Linked DNA regions of Bombyx mori: region 1 is linked to region 2. Evidence: chromatin contacts called from public Hi-C data. All regions are on one chromosome and are shown on one strand. Each heading gives the region's core, a stretch centred on a gene start, on an enhancer-like site or on the middle of the called end of the contact. The rest is flanking DNA. Distances are from core to core; before and after follow the strand shown. Region 1 overlaps LOC100302602 (transcription factor AP-2). Region 2 holds the start of LOC101740220 (proteasome subunit beta type-5).

The links. A called contact is a pair of places that touch in the nucleus more often than the background predicts.
Region 1: a Hi-C map of posterior silk gland shows a contact between it and region 2, with 1.8 times the contacts expected there. The contact joins the enhancer-like site here to the promoter of LOC101740220 in region 2. A contact is called at or near these places in 2 of 7 Hi-C or Micro-C datasets (middle silk gland and posterior silk gland).

Annotation. Positions count from the first base shown.
Region 1 is chr20:4,697,654-4,703,076 of ASM3026992v2, forward strand. All of the region lies in intron 1 of LOC100302602 (transcription factor AP-2), which reads left to right. Among protein-coding and RNA genes, the nearest start is that of LOC100302602, 25 kb to the left of the region's middle. Within about 2 kb of position 1,663, at least 3 of the 8 cell types and tissues checked have open chromatin away from gene starts, as enhancers often do.
Region 2 is chr20:4,544,902-4,550,794 of ASM3026992v2, forward strand. It overlaps LOC101740220 (proteasome subunit beta type-5), which reads right to left and starts at 4,431. Exons shown (of 6, transcript XM_004922529.5): 1 at 4,041-4,431; 2 at 3,863-3,964; 3 at 3,589-3,688; 4 at 3,196-3,389; 5 at 2,107-2,245; 6 at 1,469-1,675. The coding sequence starts at 4,184. The coding sequence ends at 1,503. It overlaps LOC101740084 (probable enoyl-CoA hydratase), which reads left to right. Exons shown (of 6, transcript XM_004922528.5): 5 at 383-580; 6 at 760-1,474. The coding sequence ends at 884.

The DNA.
Region 1 (5,423 bases), core at 413-2,912, 150 kb after region 2:
GCAACGTCTTCCATACAACCATCAGGTGGACAAGAATCATTTGGAAACGAATTACGCGCGGTGTCCCAATCCAGTGAAATATATATCTACATACATACCTACCTACACATAAACATACATACATATATCCGTAAGTATACACTCAAATACACAGTGTAATGTATAATCTATATATTAATACGTGAAGCAAAAACTTTGTATCCCTTTTTACGAAAATTGCGCGGACAGAGGAGTATGAAATTTTCCACACTTATAGAGAATGTAGAGAAGTGCACAATGCTAATATTTTTTTAAATAATGCATAAAAGATACATTAAATCAATAAAGAAAACATTACACACACTACATACCATGTATTTGACGCACACACGCATGCATACTATTTATTGTCAAACTTTTGTTCTTGACGTCTGTTGTCAAATTGAGAATAGATTAAATATTGTTTGTCTTTGTCAGTGGCGTACCTAAGGGGGGGCGGTGGGTGCGGTCCGCACCGGGCGGCACTTACCCTGGGGCGGCATTTTAGCATTTAGGTACTTTTAGTTGTATAAAGCAATTTATTCATTTCATATTTATTTTCTTTCTTGAATAATAAATGATTATTATGATTATTATAAGTTTAATATTTGATTTATATAAATTATGATTAACTATATGATTTCGAATATTATTCATCGGTGTATATAAATGCATATTAGTGTAAATTTTGAATTCAAGAACAAGGTAATAATTTGATTTTATTGTATTCATTAAAATTCTTTGAATTCGTAAAAGTATCTTCTCGATTTTGTTCGGCAATTTTTCCTAACAAAATTTTTTTAATATCAGTTTATAAATGTCATTTCTTTTGAAAAGTTTGTATGATTACTTTGAAGTAATATGTCAATATTTTTTTATTCATCGATTTTTCTTTTGAAAAGCAGGGCCGGCGGAAGGCGGTCTGCTAGGTCTGCAAAGCATTAGGGCGCCGGCATAAGAACTATCTTTTTCAAACAACAAAATCTAAACGAAACAAAACAAAAATACTGACGAAGTTACAATTTCAGAGCTCGCAAATAGATAAATATTCTCAGTCCGTTTTGAAGAATTGTATTTGGATTGATAAATTGCACCGCTCATATGCCCGTGTAAACTACCAGTTGACATGGACTTGGCATTATACACGATTTTTCTAGTATGAAAGCTAGAAGAGTAGATATTATATAAATATGTTTACGAGTGCATACAAATAATAAAAAATTTACTCTGTGTATTAATTAATATTGATTAAATAACTTAATAATTTATTTATGTGTATTAATTTATAAAAACCACTATTTGATTGACTTATAATAGAAAGAGCGGCAGACTGGAGATCGCCCCGGGCGGCAAAAGTTCTAGGTACGCCACTGGTCTTTGTTAATACTATTTATAGTGTAGTCTTGGCGAAATTTGTGATTATAGAAGTATAAAATACAATCATAATAGTGTACAAACTTACAATTCCAATTAATTATAGTCGAATTTCGACTACTGCGGTACCTCTAGTTCTAATCTAAAACGTCTTCCTTTTCCTATCCTCCAACTCTTAGTACAGTTACATCCTAAAGATACGTTATAAAGAAGGCGCGTAGTCTATTGACAGGTAATTTGAACGTATGCCCCATTATTACATGCGATCCTAGTCAGATTTCAGACATGTATGCCTTAGACCGGTCGTACACAAACTACAGAACAGTACAGAAGGCTCAATTTGGGTGACTTAAAAAAAAAGCCAATTTAATTTCGAATTATTACAACAAAATTGAGTTTTAAATAACTTTTTTAGCCTACACCGAATAGGATCGTTCGTATTGTCAGTAGTCCCTTTCTCGAAGTGCGTTTGGAGTATCTGGGTCTGCGGAGGAACTTCGGTTCTCTCTATGTTTTGTGCAACGGACTATATACCATGGGAATTGCTGTGTGGAATTGGGAGGGTAAGCCGCTTCGTTACGTAACGTGTTACGGGGTCAGTCTGACTGGCTTCCCTTTCTCTCACGCATACGATGGCGTTACTAAGAACGTATTTAACTCCTAACTATTATATTAAATTATACTATTATAATCCTATTTATATTAAATTTAGATTAAGTGCTATTGTGCGCGGATTTGTGAGTCCGCGCGGGTAGGCACCACCAACCTGCCTATTTCTGCCGTGAAGCAGTAATGCGTTTCGGTTTGAAGGGTGGGACAGCCGCTGTAACTATACTTGAGACCTTAGAACTTCTATCTCAAGGTGGGTGGCGCATTTACGTCGTAGATGTCTATGGGCTCCAGTAACCACTACCCACCAGGTGGGCTGTGAGCTCGTTCACTCATCTAAGCAATAAACAAAAAAGTATGCTAATAATGTTCATACACAACATTCTAACTAAGAATAAAATATATAATATAATCAATAAAATATTTTATTAATAAATAATCTTTCCTTATATTATCATATAAAATACAAAAAATTAAGTAATAACCTAGGCTTTTCTCAAGTGAAACAATTTCAATATGAAATAGTTCAACTTAGATTAGTTTAAGTTGTCAATCTATACTAATATTATAAAGCTGAAGAGCTTGTTTGTTTGGTTGAACGCGCTAATCTCAGGAACTACTGGTCTGATTTGAAAAATTCTTACAGTGTTAGATAGCCCATTTATTGACGAAGGCTGACTAGATTTATAGGCTGACTAGATATAACATCGCGCTAGATCAATACGAGCGGAGCAGTAATACAGAATGCTACAAAATCGGGGTGATTTTTTTTCCTCTGAGAGTTTCCGCTGTATGTGCTGCGGAAACGGGTAAAGTTTCACTAAAATAATCTATGAAAGAATTGTTTCCCTTTAAAGTTCTAAAAAAAGTCCGCGACAGCATTTGTCAATATGCTTAGGTTGGGTATGGGTATGACCTTTTTATGTAAACTAATTTTTTTAAAAATAAAGCATTATTTTGAAGGTGTTTTTATAAAGATAATATTAATCCTTATCAAAATAAATACGTTATTCATTACAATTATTTAGTTTAAAAGAAAATCGCCTTTTATATCATTTGATTTCAATGAGTACCTTAGAAGATATCGCAGTTTTAAAATAACGTTTAAAATAACAGCAAAATAATGATCAAGCGCGTAATAACAATGCACAAGGCGCCGGTCGGCCAGTGCACGACGGCACAGAAATAAGAAGAATAACAAGAAACACCCAAATCACTTCAAGATATTCTTTGAAAATGATTTCTCGATTTCTCCGGCATTCCATCATCAGATCCTGATTCTGATTAGTACACGACCATTTGGGAAGTCTCCCCTTTCGAACAAAAAAAGAAGAAAAAGAAAAAAGAATTATCAGAATCGGTTCAAGCATGCTCGAGAAATCGATGAGCATACATAGATAAAAAAAGGTGGTCGAATTGATAGCCTCCTCTTTTGAAGTCGGTTAAATAGCGTGATTTTGGTACCTTTAATAGCTCTTTAACATTCTATTATACAAAAATATTTTCACCTTCTACGTAAATGAAGTCGCGAGTAAAATTTAGCGTTATGCCAAAGTAACTATGTATTCGCGAATTATTCTAACTTTATCTACGTATTTTATATTGTTTTTATTTTATTAAAACACGCTTGTACAATAAAAGCAGCATAGAATAAAATTATATTGTGGCACTCCAACCAAGTAAAAAAATTTTAAATTTTTAATCACAAAAAATGTAAGCCCATACAAGAAAAAATAATAAACTAAGTAATTCAAATCCGGGAACTCTGTACATGATTTTATGTTGTGACCATCCGAGCGCGCGGCCCGTGCCACGCCTGAGGCGCTCATGCTCGGAATTCAACATAAAAATGTCGCGAACAACACACAATCTAAGTTACTGTTCTCATAATAAAGCCGAATTTCGTCTGACTCCAACTAATCCTCACTGAACGATACGTAGCACAGAACTTTCACTAGTATCAGGTGGAAAATAAAGGTTAAAATAGCATAACGTATGATTTTAGTTTTTTTTTTGTTCGCTGACCAAAGATGAATTTATGCTTCATTGTTGTGTGATGTGGTATCATTACGATGTTTTTGAAGATTGGATCTGGGTTATTTTAGTTGGACAGTTTACATTTTTTAAGTTTTAAAACCTTCTGAACTGCAGTTTTATGGTCATAGTTGTCCAAAATACAAAACCAATTGAATAAAATTATTTGTTAACAAATTTTACATGTAACACAAAAATTCGATTAGTCAATTTTGCTAGCTAGTAAATTTTATAGTAGTAATATTTGAAGGATTTCAATATATTTTTTGCTTATATGGGTGGACGAGCTCACAGCCCACCTAGTCTTAAGTGGTTACTGGAGCCCATAGACATCTACAACGTAAATGCGCCACCCACCTTGAGATATAAGTTCTAAGGTGTCAGTATAGTTACAACGGCTGCCCTACCCTTCAAACCGAAACGCATTACTGCTTCACGGCAGAAATAGGCGGGGTGGTGGTACCTACCCGTGCGGACTCACAAGAGGTCCTACCACCAGATTTGCCACGAGTTTTAATAATTTCATTCATAATTAAGAAACAATTAAAAACAAAGATTTTTTTTATTACTAAACATCTTATTATTACCTGTTTCAAATGACTTTCTATTGTGTAAAAACTGGGCGAGTTTTTTGAGAGTATACGTGAATGAATTATTATTAGAACGTAATTGATACTTCGACTAAATGTCTTCAGGTGGATAATAATTGTTTTTTTTCTTTTTTTACTTTATTCCATCGTTAGTAGCCTATCGGCCCATTCCTACTACGCACGGACCGGATGGTGAGGTCACGGTGTTCAACCTAGGAGGATGAATAGTGAATTTTATTCTTCACGTAATGCTATTTATGACCTTTGTGTGCTTAGCCCGAGCTTTTTAATGTTCTCGATAGCGTAAAAGTTAACTTAAATTTGTATGGGGAGTTGGTGCGTTTGCCTGCGTTAACCGCTAGGAGCGCTGTTCTAACTGCATACAAATTGGACTTAACTTTTACGCTATCGAGAACTTTAAAAAATTCGAACTAAGCACACTGGTGTTATCGCATTAACGTCAAGTAACGCACATGTGCAAATGATAAATGTTTATTGTATCACTAAGTTTGTGTTTCGTTTTGTTCTAGGTAAGCTGTGACATATAGACTGATTTTATACATTAGACAACACATGCTCAGAAATTTTCCAAAAAGATGACATTTCGATGTGTTCCTACATTTCAAACGAATGAAAGCAACGCCACCTGGGTAAGTTTTCTGACAACATTTAAGTTCACTACTTGACGATAGGTGACAGAGTGGATAAAAGATTTCTAAAAATTCTTGAAATTGACATTAAAAGGCATCATTTTTACGAACAAAAAGTAATAGCATGACATTAACTATATTTTTTTTA
Region 2 (5,893 bases), core at 3,181-5,680:
TGTATCATGAGACTTCAGCCAGACTTCCAATTTCAATAATAAATTGCTAAAAATTTTTGAAGTGAAACTTCCTTATCGGCGTTGGAAAAAAATTTACCGTCACATTTTTCGGTTACGCGTCACATTTTTCCGTTACGCGCCATCTTTTTTGTATTCATGTCTATGATAATAAAATCCTTTTGTTTAAACTTTATCTAATTTAACTTTTTTGTATTCATGTCTATGATAATAAAATCCTTTTGTTTAAACTTTATCTAATTTAACTTTATTTAACCAATTTCTAGAAAGTTGCATGTAGATCATTTTTCGAAAAATAAGGCCATAAAGAAGTTTCACTTCTTACGTGTGTACACTAGTACACGCACACATTTTTTTTTTTTAGGACTTGGTGAATCCGTGAAGTTAGCCAAATCCTTGGCTAAGTTTCCCCAAAATGCATTAATAATGGACAAGTTAGCAGCAGTTAACTCTCAGTTGAATCCGAACAGTGAGGAAAGCATGAGGGACGAAGCAGTCATGACTAGTCTGTTAGGTAACGCTATACTGGATATAGAGGAAGGCGTCAAAAAGTTTCAAGGAGGTATTATATAGTCATTATTTAGATAACACTTTCACATCGTTTATTTATTTATTTATGTTAAAACTTCAGCATGACAAATGCAAAAGCTTGCTTTGTAAACAAGTTTTTTAAAATATTTTTAGCTTTTTAGATATATATATTATTTGTTTAGCTTTTAAGCATAGTTATTCTTGTTTCAGGTATAGGAAAGCATGGAAAGTTCTACAAATTATCAGAAGCACCATTAAAAGAATGGGAAATTGAAGAGAGCGTCGAAGAAGTCACAGTTCAGAAGATAAATGAAAGGAAAAATGAAAAGTCATAAATATTGCATAATAGTTGTTAAGCTGTTGTTTAATTTGAGGTTTTAATTAATTTTAATAAATATCTAGTCGTTCTCATTGCTGAATTTTTTTAAATCTATGTGGTATATATATCTATGTGGGTCTAAGTATCTACGTGGAATTGTAGGGTGAAATCTATTTGATTTTAACATTAACATCAGAATCTTAATTTAATAAATAAAACAATCTTGTAATCTTAAGTGATGGCTGAAGTTGGCATTCGTCTTCTTTTAAAATCTAGTGTGAATTAAAATAATGATAATAAAAATGCCAATCTTCTCAAATTTAATAGAAAAAAAAAAAATTAACAGGCCTTAAAGTCCTACAAGAAATGGAAATTATAGCTCGAGTGTTAAATTTTCAGATCTAGCAATGAGTTTTTATTATCTATGGTAAATCTAAGGAATTTAACGTTGTTTTTTTTTTGGAAAAATTTCTGGATTGTTTCTGTGTCATGTTAAAGGGTTTAAGCACTTCGAATCAGACGGGCCGGGGGCTTGTTGCCCTTATGGCACTAATTGATAATTGTTTCTCGTGTATGTCAACGCCAATAAAACTCATAAAATACAAATACATTTTATTTCTTATACAAAAACAATTTAAAACTGATCATCCTTGATGCCCTTCTCTGCTTGGTACTTGTAGTGGAGGTCGGAGCAATCCTCGTTGGAGATGTTGACCCAACCCTTGTCGTTGATGTGGTACACTCTTATGATCCCGCCAGAGTACGCGTCGCGGTGAGTAGCGTGGTAAATCGCACGTCGACCCAGCTCTAATAAATGATGGAACTTATGGATAACAGATGTAGTGGTAACAGCAGCCTAAGGTCCTTAACAAACTAGAATGGTAAGAACACCCTAAATATTTTTGCTGCAGAACGGTACAAATCAAATAACAGCTGTCTCAGCATAAAAATATATATCTCTATATGTAAAAATGAGTTGTTGTTTGTTAGTCTCGCTAAAACTCGAAAACGGCAGGACCGATTTGGCTAATTTTGGCCTTAAATTATTTGTGGAAGTCCAGAGAAGGTTTAAAAGGTGTATAAATATGTAAATGCTCAGAATTAAATAAAAATAATAATTTCGTTTTCCCTTTGATGTGTCCCCCATCAGACCGATTCCTTTTGTTTATTTTATACAAAAGCTTAGGTCTTTTATTTATCGATTGAGGTCAGCTAGTTATGAATAAAATAATACAAACCTTGTGCGTCCTCATCTGACAGATCCCAGCTGTATCCAGAGTCAAGTACACCAAAAGCATACACAGAACCTGAGCCCACTGAGAACACCTTGCCTGGAGTGCGAGTACCTTCACTGTCTACATAGTATAGTTGTGCTCCCTGGATTAAATGAAAAATACTTATATGAGTCGTCTATTATCAAAGGTGGCAATCTGTGCATTTGGACAAAAAAATGTTATTGATATGTCAATACAGATTGATTTGAATATAATCGTCTCCTGCAAAGAATACGGTTCAAAACCTGCATTAAATAAAGGTTAATACTTAACCTGTTATTTATCTAAGATGTCGTTCAGAAGAGTTTTGTGACTGCCAATGGAATACAAAGTCAATAATTCGTTTTTCTGATTTACCAGTAATTGTCCAAAAGTCACATTGCCGGCTTTGATACTAGTCGACTCATATATACTATGAGCAATCAATGATCAATAAATTTAATTAACAACTCGGCCAAAAGTTTTTGACCCAATTAGACTCTATTTCAAAAACATATAAACATATTTTCAAAAATACTCGCTTATATAATTTGAAACTACAAAATACTTGTTTTAAGTATGCTTTTTTTAAATTATGGATTGAAAAAACCGAAAGCTGAAAGTCTAAATTGCATAAAAAGCATATTATAAAAGATTGTATTGTCTTGTGAGCCTGTATGGGTAGGTACTATCACAGAACCTATTTCTGCTGTAGAGCAGTAATTAATTTCAGTTTGAAGAGTGGAGCAGCCATTAATAAAACAGATTTAAACCTCATGTCTCAAAATGAGTTAGCGGCATTTATAGGCTTCAATAACTACTTAACATCGTGGCCCACAATGAGTTTGTTCACTTGTCTCAACATTTAAAAAAAAACAATACAATGTATTGCCAGGACTATTTAGGATGAATATGTTTGACACAGTCAAGACACAATTGGTGGTGAGAAGTTCATAATAGAGATCAATGTGGACAATTTTTTTCCAATTCTTGGGGACAAAAAAACATTTTCTTAATATCAATTTAGAGTTTGGCAGTAGTAAGTACCTACTAGTGGTCTTATTAACAACTTACTCTCTTGTCAATACCAGCTAACATCATTCCCATGCTGAGGCCCATTCCTTTGTAGTTGTACACCATGTTAGCCATGAGTTTACTGGCTGCTGCTACAGAAATACGCTCCCTATTCCGAAGCTCATAGAGACGGCATTGCTTTGCGAGTACTCTGTCCCAGTAGACACAGTCTGCTGCACCACCAGCGAGAGTACCTGATAAACATTATTTTATTATTAATTGTTTCAAGAATTTCATTGAATTCATGAGCGATCAAAAATGTTTTCATAGCAAAAGATATTAAAGAAACCTATTTTTTTATTTCATTGGAATCTCATTTTGGTAAAACTAAAACTCCATTATTTTTGTTTTTGTCTAAGTAAACAGTTATGCTCTAGAAACTTTAATGCTTACCAAGCAAATAGTCGTTGATTTCTACTATTTTCTTCATGGATTGAGAACCAATAAATTGGCCACCTGTAGCTCGAGAGTCGACGGCTAATAAGACTCCTCCCTGAAAAAATAATCTTTTACATCAGTAAGATATAAAATGAAAGAATGGTAGTATTTTTGTTAGCAAGTTTATATTTAACGAGTATTCTATAAATAATATATATTTATATATGGGTTGCAATATAAATTAATAATACTTAGTTTGAAAGAACTTCATATTAAATTATGAACTCACTTTGTATCGGAAACCAAGAGTGGTGGTGCCGTGGTCAAACTGAATTTTGATTTCCTTTCCAGTCTCATCCTTTGTGTTGAAGTGTGCTAAGGTTTCAGCAGGCTGTAAGGTGTAATATATTTTAATTATTATAAATAAAATAAAATGTTTTATTCTTCTATTTAATTACATTACTTACATTCGCAAATGGGGGAGAAGCGAGCTGAGCGCTGTTTACAAAGTTTTCACTGTAGCCGGTAATGTCATTATTGAATGATGCTAGAGAATCAACGGGTTTCAAGTTAATTTTTTCATTTAAACGGCAGAAATCGAGTAGAGCCATTTTTTGTTTAAAACTGTTTTCAATAAAGTCTTGATGAATGAATGACAAGCGAAATTTTCGAAAACGCCGATTTGACAAACGCAGCTATCGTTTGACATTTGACAATTTCAAATTGACAGCAGCATACACTTAATTTATTTGAGATGACAGCAGCACAAGTGTGCTTAGCATAGCTTACACATAATATTTGTGAGAAACATACATTTTCAATATGGAAACGAAGTCTTACATTTTTTTAATGATAGTAGACAACTGAGAAACAACATTTATTTTAAATACACCATGGTAGTTTCAATTTTAAATATATGAATACAGTACACTTGAAATCTTCCAATACAGGCTGGTAGAAAGTTATCATATGACAGCTATTCGTCGGTAGATGGCAGTCATGGATGAAATTTTGCATTTTTGCAAGATTGTATGGTTTTAAAACTGGAAATAAATGTCAAAGATATCTTGAAGTAGACAGGTAGAGTATGTAGATAGATAATGGGGGTAAGTGCGAATTATTGATAAAACTATGAGTATCCTTTTAAATAGAAAACCACACTTTTATTACAGGTAGCTTACTTTTTATTTTGAATTATTTGTTTTTATTCCTAGAGAGGTGATCGAGCTCACGTCCGTATTGTATAAGATTAAGTCCTTTGCAATATTTTTCTGTTCATAAACATTTTGCTCCAGATTGCCAAGTTTTCTAAAATCTGGGTGAGCAAGTAATCACACGCAATCATTTTTGGAAGTTATTTATATTTTACATTGATTACATCTTACTATACTAATCTATCTAAATTTCCATTGAAATACATGAAATTTAGAAAAAAATTGCCTGCTACCAGTAATACCAGGTGGGGCATGAACTTTTGGCGATAACAACAGAGGAAAGATTTCTTTACTAAAGATTACTGAGCGGGTGAAATGCTTGGTAGACCGGCGATCCGAATGTAAGTGTTCGGAAACTGTATGCAATATAATGTAAATTTACCTTGAAGATTTCGAAATTAATGAATCTGTTAAATATGTGTTTCATATTCGTGAATTATTTTGTTTGACCACGGAGAAGAAAGAAGTCTTCGTAGTGTTTAAAGATAGAAAAAAAGATAAGAATAAAGAGCATTATATTGCAATCAGCGTGTTCGAAATGTTACGATGAAACATAAATAGCTCGTCAATTTAATCTAAAAACCGCTAGGAGCAAGAAAATATTAACCCTTCTTTTATTGCGAAATTTTGATTTGTTATCTAGGCAAGTAATGTAGGTAAATGTCAAATTGTATAAAAAGTACACATGCAAGATATTTCTTTGAGAACGACGATCGATTCTACTTAATATGAAATTGACGAGAGATGTACATAAAAACTGCATATTTCTAATTAAATACGTACTCAACAAATGTTCACGATTGACTTCCGCGGTGAAGGAATAACATCGTGTAATAAAAATCAAACCCGCAAAATTATAATTTGCGTAATTACTGCTGGTAGGACCTCTTGTGAGTCCGCACGGGTAGGTACCACCACCCTGCCTATTACTGCCGTGAAGCAGTAATGCGTTTCGGTTTGAAGGGTGGGGCAGCCGTTGTAACTATACTTGAGACCTTAGAACTTATATCTCAAAGTGGATGGCGCATTTACGTTGTAGATGTCTATGGGCTCCAGTAACCACTTAACAAAAGGTAGACTGTGAGCTCGTCCATCCATCTAAGAAA